Regions from separate parts of the Pan troglodytes genome. Here region 2 is linked to region 1. The links are chromatin contacts, called in public Hi-C maps. All regions are on one chromosome and are shown on one strand. Each heading gives the region's core, a stretch centred on a gene start, on an enhancer-like site or on the middle of the called end of the contact. The rest is flanking DNA. Distances are from core to core; before and after follow the strand shown.

What was found. Hi-C and Micro-C count contacts between places; a contact is called where the count stands out from the background.
Region 2: a contact with region 1 is called in a Hi-C map of a lymphoblastoid cell line, with 6 times the contacts expected there. The contact joins the promoter of FBXO28 here to the promoter of NVL in region 1. A contact is called at or near these places in 3 of 7 Hi-C or Micro-C datasets (blood, a lymphoblastoid cell line and stem cell-derived neural progenitor cells) and 1 of 1 datasets of contacts at active chromatin or transcription factors (stem cell-derived excitatory neurons).

Annotation. Positions count from the first base shown.
Region 1 is chr1:24,954,058-24,957,087 of NHGRI_mPanTro3-v2.0_pri, forward strand. NVL (nuclear VCP like) reads left to right here and starts at 1,501. Exons shown (of 26, transcript XM_054659325.2): 1 at 1,501-1,855. The coding sequence starts at 1,799.
Region 2 is chr1:25,170,439-25,173,468 of NHGRI_mPanTro3-v2.0_pri, forward strand. It overlaps FBXO28 (F-box protein 28), which reads right to left and starts at 1,513. Exons shown (of 5, transcript XM_001135277.4): 1 at 1,182-1,513. The coding sequence starts at 1,448.

The sequences.
Region 1 (3,030 bases), core at 251-2,750:
GTGGCTTATACCTGTAATCCCAGCACTTTGGGAGGCCAAGGCAGGTGGATCACCTCAGGTCAGGAGTTGGAGATCAGCCTGGCCAACATGGCAAAACGCCATTTCTACTAAAAATACAAAAAATTAGCCGGGTGTGGTGGTACACACCTGTAGTCCCAACTACTCGGGAGGCTGAGGTGGTAGAATCTCTTGAACCCAGGAGGCGAAGGTTGCAGTGAGCTGAGATTGCGCCACTGCACTCCAGCCTGGGCAACAGAGCAAGACTCTGTATCAAAAAAAAAAAAAAAAAAAAAAAAAAGAAAAGAAAGAGGGAAATTCTAACACATGCTATATGAGGGCATTAAGCTAAGAAACAAGCCAGTCACAAAAGTCAAATACTGGAAGATTCCACTTATATGAGGAAGTTAGTGTAGTCAAAATCATAAAGACAGTAAGTAGAATGGTAGTTGCCAGGGGCTGGGGGGAGGGAGGAATGGGGAGTTATTTTTTAATTAGTATAGAGTTTTAGTTGTACAAGATGAAAAGAGTTCTGGAACTAGATGGCAGTGATGGTTGCATATTATGAATGTATTATCACTAAACTGCACACTTTAAAATGTTTAAGATGGTGAATGTTCTTATATTTTACAACTAAAAAAATAAAAAATAAAACTACACATAGTGAAGAAGTAGGAAATGAAGTTGCAACCAAACGGATCAATATTTTGAGTGGGAAATCTAATACTTAATTCAGTGCTAATTTTTATATTTTTAGTAGAGACAAGGTTTCACCATGTTGGCCAGGCTGGTCGTGAACTCCTGACCTCAAGTGATCTGCCCGCCTCGGCCTCCCAAAGTGCTGGGATTACAGGTGTGAGCCACCGTGACCGGCCTCACGCCCTTCTCTTAATTCCATTTTCTCTCCCCTCTGCCCCTTAATACACTGCACTTAACCTTGTCATAAGCCAAGTAGGACCTGAAATAAGAATATTCAAAACACGGTTGAAATAAACAAGAAGACAGAAACTAAAGCCAGCATTTTTTTTTTTTAATGCTTGGTAACTGTCCCTTTGTGTCTCCCTAAGTGCAGGATAAACTTCTTGGGGCAAATACAAACGTTTGATAAAATTCTGGGCCAAGGAGTCTTGCACTGGATATATTCAACAAATTACCTGCCGATGATAACAGCGTAAGTCAAACGAGTTCTAAAAGTAACAAATGACTTAGTTATCTGGATAAATCCGTCCTTCCTTTTCTTTTTCACCTAGCCCTTTTGTCGGGCCTCTAAAATGTAAGATAACTACGTGGGAAAGCAAGCAGCGGCTGGTGGTGTGTTTTTACCCTGATTTTATCACTCCAAGTATCTACCGTGGCTGGTTTTGCGAAGACTAGCTTTGTATCAGAATGAGGTGTGGCTGGAACGCCTGAGGAAAGCAAACCAAGTTTTCCAGAGGACGCCGTTGACAGCGTCTCCGCACACCGCGCCGGGGTAGGAACTTCCTCCCGCCTGGTTCGCCCGGCGGGGAACCAATAAAGTTGAGCGCGTTCAAAGGGGTCCTAATCTTCCAGGGTCCACTGGGCAGGCCTGCAAAATAAGGCCCCTAGAAACTCCCTGAGGTTTTCAAGTCTTCTCCCTCTCCTCGGAATTTTTTCCCCTTCATTCGCATTACTTTTATTCTGACGGAAACGGCGCGGGCTAGGCCCCAGGAGGGGCGTATTTCAGGTGCAACTGGCCCGGCGATCGCGGTGGGCAACCCCTACGAGGCCCCCGGTTGACTAGGAGCTGGCGGTCCGAGCTGTGGCTTGGAAGACCGAAGCGATGAAGCCCAGACCTGCAGGGTTCGTGGATAATAAACTCAAGCAGCGAGTCATCCAGGTGTGTATTCTGCACCGCTTGGCCTCGCCAAGGGCCCCGATCGCTGCCCCAGGGTGCCACTCCCCTTTTGTCGGGTGGCATCCAGGTGGAACTCAACTAGTCTTCTTTCCCCAGTCTGGGTCTGGGCGTGCGTCTGTTCCTCCTTAGTTGGTGGTGCCGGGGCCTTCCCTACCCACGTTGGTGCGGAGTCTCAGGGAGAAGCCGGGGATGGTGGGAGGGTGCAGCTTGGTAGGGCTGCCCAAGTTGTCTGGTCGTCTTCAGCGCAGATCATTCAGTAGAGTGGAGGTAGCCTTTGAATTTTAACCTCTTTGGCTTGTGAAGTTAGCACAGGAATGGTCTTCAAACGCTCGCATTGTAAGAGGTCCTTGAGAAGGGGTGGCATAAATAATATGTTAATTTCCGTTCTCAAGGAACTTACACACTAAAACGAGATAACATGGGTCTGGCAACAGTAACAGGCACTTTGCCTACGGTTTTCTCGTTTTCATGACCATCAGTAAAAAGCAGTGTGTGGCAAATACCTTAGAATGTAAGCAAGCAGTCTGAGTTAAAAGGTGGGAGAGAATTTTCTTCACTTAGGAATTTGTGAGCTACACATTCTCCTTGTTTTTCTTTCACTTCACCAGCCCCTAAACAATCTCCTTTTCGGACCCATCTTTTCCTACCAACTTGTAAATGTTGGAAGTGCTCTGTGCCACTGTTCTCTTACCTCCCCTTCCTCCTCTTTCCTCATACACCTTTCTTATCTATCCATACTTCCTATGTGATCTCATTTAGTGTAATAACCTTTGAGTAGTATCTACATACTCTATTATCTATGTATTTATTTCATTTTATTTTTATTTTTCTGAGACATAGTCTCGCTCTGTTGCCCAGGCTAGAGTGCAGTGGCTGTTTATGGGCACAATCATAACTCACTGCACCCTCGGCCTCCCTAACTCAAGTGATCCTCCCTCCTCAGCCTCCCCAGTAGCTGGGACTACAGGTGTGCACCACCACACCTGGCTAATTTATTATTATTGTTATTATTTGTAGAGACGGGGTTCCACTATGTTACTCTGGCTGGTCTCTAACTCCTGGGCTCAAGCGATCGGGCCTCAGCCTCCCAAAGTGCTGGGATTACCGGTGCAAGCTGCTGCACTGGCCTCTGTATATTTATGACTGCTAACTTTATA
Region 2 (3,030 bases), core at 263-2,762, 220 kb after region 1:
TTGACTAGAAAAAAAATTGGCCATCAGTTTGAATTAATATTTATAAGTTCTCTTTTAAAAATGTTATGATTTCCTTTAAAAATGTAATTATAATCCACTTGAAACTGGAGGTGTATGCCTACAATACAGCATATTGAGTAATAAGAAGATGTTATACACAGCACATTCAGAAATATCTTTGTCCTCTTAAAAACAATTCCCAGCACAGATTTAGCTTCTCCATGGAATCGGTTTGCAATCACTTCAAAATGTCCACCTCCTTCAATTTCTTTACCACTTAAAGATAATTTCATTGAAAGGCAGCAAAATATCTAACTGAACTAACAATCACCACATCTTCAAACCTCTGGAGTGAAGTAAAACCCCAATGGCAAATTCATTATTTTTAAAAATCATGGACTGACCTATTGTGATTTTAAGGTATAAAGAAACCTCTCCTAAAGCAGGTGGGTGGGCGTAAATCACTAGTTAAAAATAAATTGCAAAAGAGAAAAAACCCGTCAAGGGGTAAGTTGCTTCTCTACGGTGGGAAGCGTTAGGATGAGGCAAAGCAGAAATGGTCATTTCCCAAGGCTCTACTTTAGTGGTCAATTAGGGCGCTGGGGCTAAGGCTAAGTAAACACGTTCGAATTCTTCGGAACCTCTACCTGGTTTGGGGTCACTGAGCCACCTTACTCTACTCAATCTTCTCGAACAAGAAAACTTAGGTGGTTGGGGTGGGGAACAATTCGTTATTCTTGCAAGATAAACCAAACCTGGCTGGGATCATCTGCCTACTTCTGAGTTTTCTCCCCAAACCGAGGCCGGGGGCTGGAAGCGGCATACAAAAGGCAGGCGACATGACCTCTCCGGGTCTACTCTCAGGCCAGGCGGAAGGTGGGAAGACCAACTCCGCTACCCCTCCCGTAGAGGGCCCGCTTCCGGGCGGGGGGCAAGGAGCCCCCAAGGCGAAGTCCCCTCAGGAAGTAACCCCAGCTCCGCAGCTAGGACGCAATCGGGAACCAGCCCACTCCTGCTGACTGACGCCAAGGGAGAGTTCGGGACGGGAGCGGCTCCCTCCCGGATCTGTAGCCGGCTGGGGCTCGCGGGGGGCTCCCTTCCCGGGGAACGCGCTCCCTTCTCCTCCTCTCCCAGACCTCGGCCGGGGGGAGAGGGAGGCAGGAGTTCTGCGGGGGCCTCACCAGGCGGAGCTGGCTAATTTCGTCGTAGGACATAAAGCTGAGGATGTTCTCGATGGCTACGATGGGCAGCGCCACAAGCGTGTTGTTTTGAGGCAGCTGGTCCGGAGCCAGCGCGGGGGCTGGGAGCGCCTGGGACCCCGGCTGCGGGTGCTGTGGCGCGGGCGGTGGGGGCTGTCGCTGGGTAGAGCCGGAGGCCAAAGAGGAGCCGCCGTCGCCTTGGCCGCCGCCTCCTTCCTCTGCCATCCGCTCCTCCGCCGCTGCCGCCATCTTGGGGGTTTGATTCCTTACCCCCACAGCAAGGGGAACAGGGACACTTCCGGTGCGTCACTTCCTCCTCCTGCGGCCGCCGGGGAAGGGGTACCTGGAGGAGTGGGGAGGAGCCTGTGGGATAACAGGCGGAGAGAGACTCACAGGGTACCTTTCAAGTGGAAGTCAGGGAAGATCATGTAAACCTCAAGAAAGGTGGTCATCCTAGACCCTTTTGTCTAAGATTAGTAACTACTTGAGAGCAAGGAAACCCTATTTATTAAAATGAACTTCACTGTGCAGTTTTCTTAAAGGGCTTCCTGACAATGGATGATAAAGATGTTGCCTAGTAAGTGTAGATGGAAATAATGTAGTTAGACTAGCACCATTTTTTAGGAATCATAGAAATGATTGATTTAGGCAAATAAAAAGGTATGAAATATCAATAAGAACTACAACATGAATGAACCGTGAGAACATATTAAGTGAAATAAGTTAGACACAAAGGACCACATATTGTATGATTGCATTTATATAAGATGTCTTAAATAGGCAAATCCATAGAGATAAAAAGTAGATTAGTGGTCGCCAGAGGCTGGGGGAAATGGGGAAATGAGTGCTAATGGGTGAAGGGTTTCATTTTCGGGGTGATAAAAATGCTCTGGAATTAGCGGTGATGGTTACACAACCGTATGAATATACAAAAACCACTGAATTACTATATACTTTAATGAATTTTATCATATATGAATTGTATTCTAATAACTGATTTAGGCAAGAATCATCAAAAGGTACTAAAACTAGGAGGTAAACGTGATGAGGAACATGATATTTACATAGTCTCAAAATAACTCCCCATAAATTATGTATTATTTACAAAGATGAAAAGAAATAGTTTACAAGGCTGGGCGTGTTGACTCACGCCTGTAATCCAGCACTTTGGAAGGCTGAAGCGGGAGAATCACTTTAGCCCAGAAGTTGGAGACCAGCCTGGGCAACGTGGAGAAACCCCATCTCTACAAAAAATACAAAAAATTAGCCAAATGTGGTGGCTAGGTCCTATGGTCCTAGCTACTCGTGAGGCTGAGATGGGAGGATTGCTTGAGCCACAGGAGTTCGAGGCTGCAGTGAACCGTCAGCCTGCCACTGCACTCCAGCCTGGGCAACAGAGCGAGAAAAAAAAAAAAAGTTTACAATAGAGAAATTTGGTGGACACCATCATAACCAAATGATCGAGACTAACATCACAGTTATAGGAGGAGCCAATATCATATGCCTATTAATATAATACCCTGAAAAGGACACAGCATAATGTAGTATTCATGCAAAAAAAGCACATGAGTTGCGTTTGAGGTAGACATCGCTAGATGACTGGCCCATAAATTATTCAAAAGTGTTAACGTTACAAAAGACAAAGACTAAGGGTTTGTGGCAGATTAAAGGAGACTAAAGAGACAGGGCAACTAAATCTATGGGTGATCCTGGATGGGATCCTGGATTAAGGAAGAAATAACTATGAAGAACGTTATTGTAACAACTGGCAAAATTTAAAAATGGACAGTATATTAGATGATACTGTAATCATATTAAATTTTTCGATTCG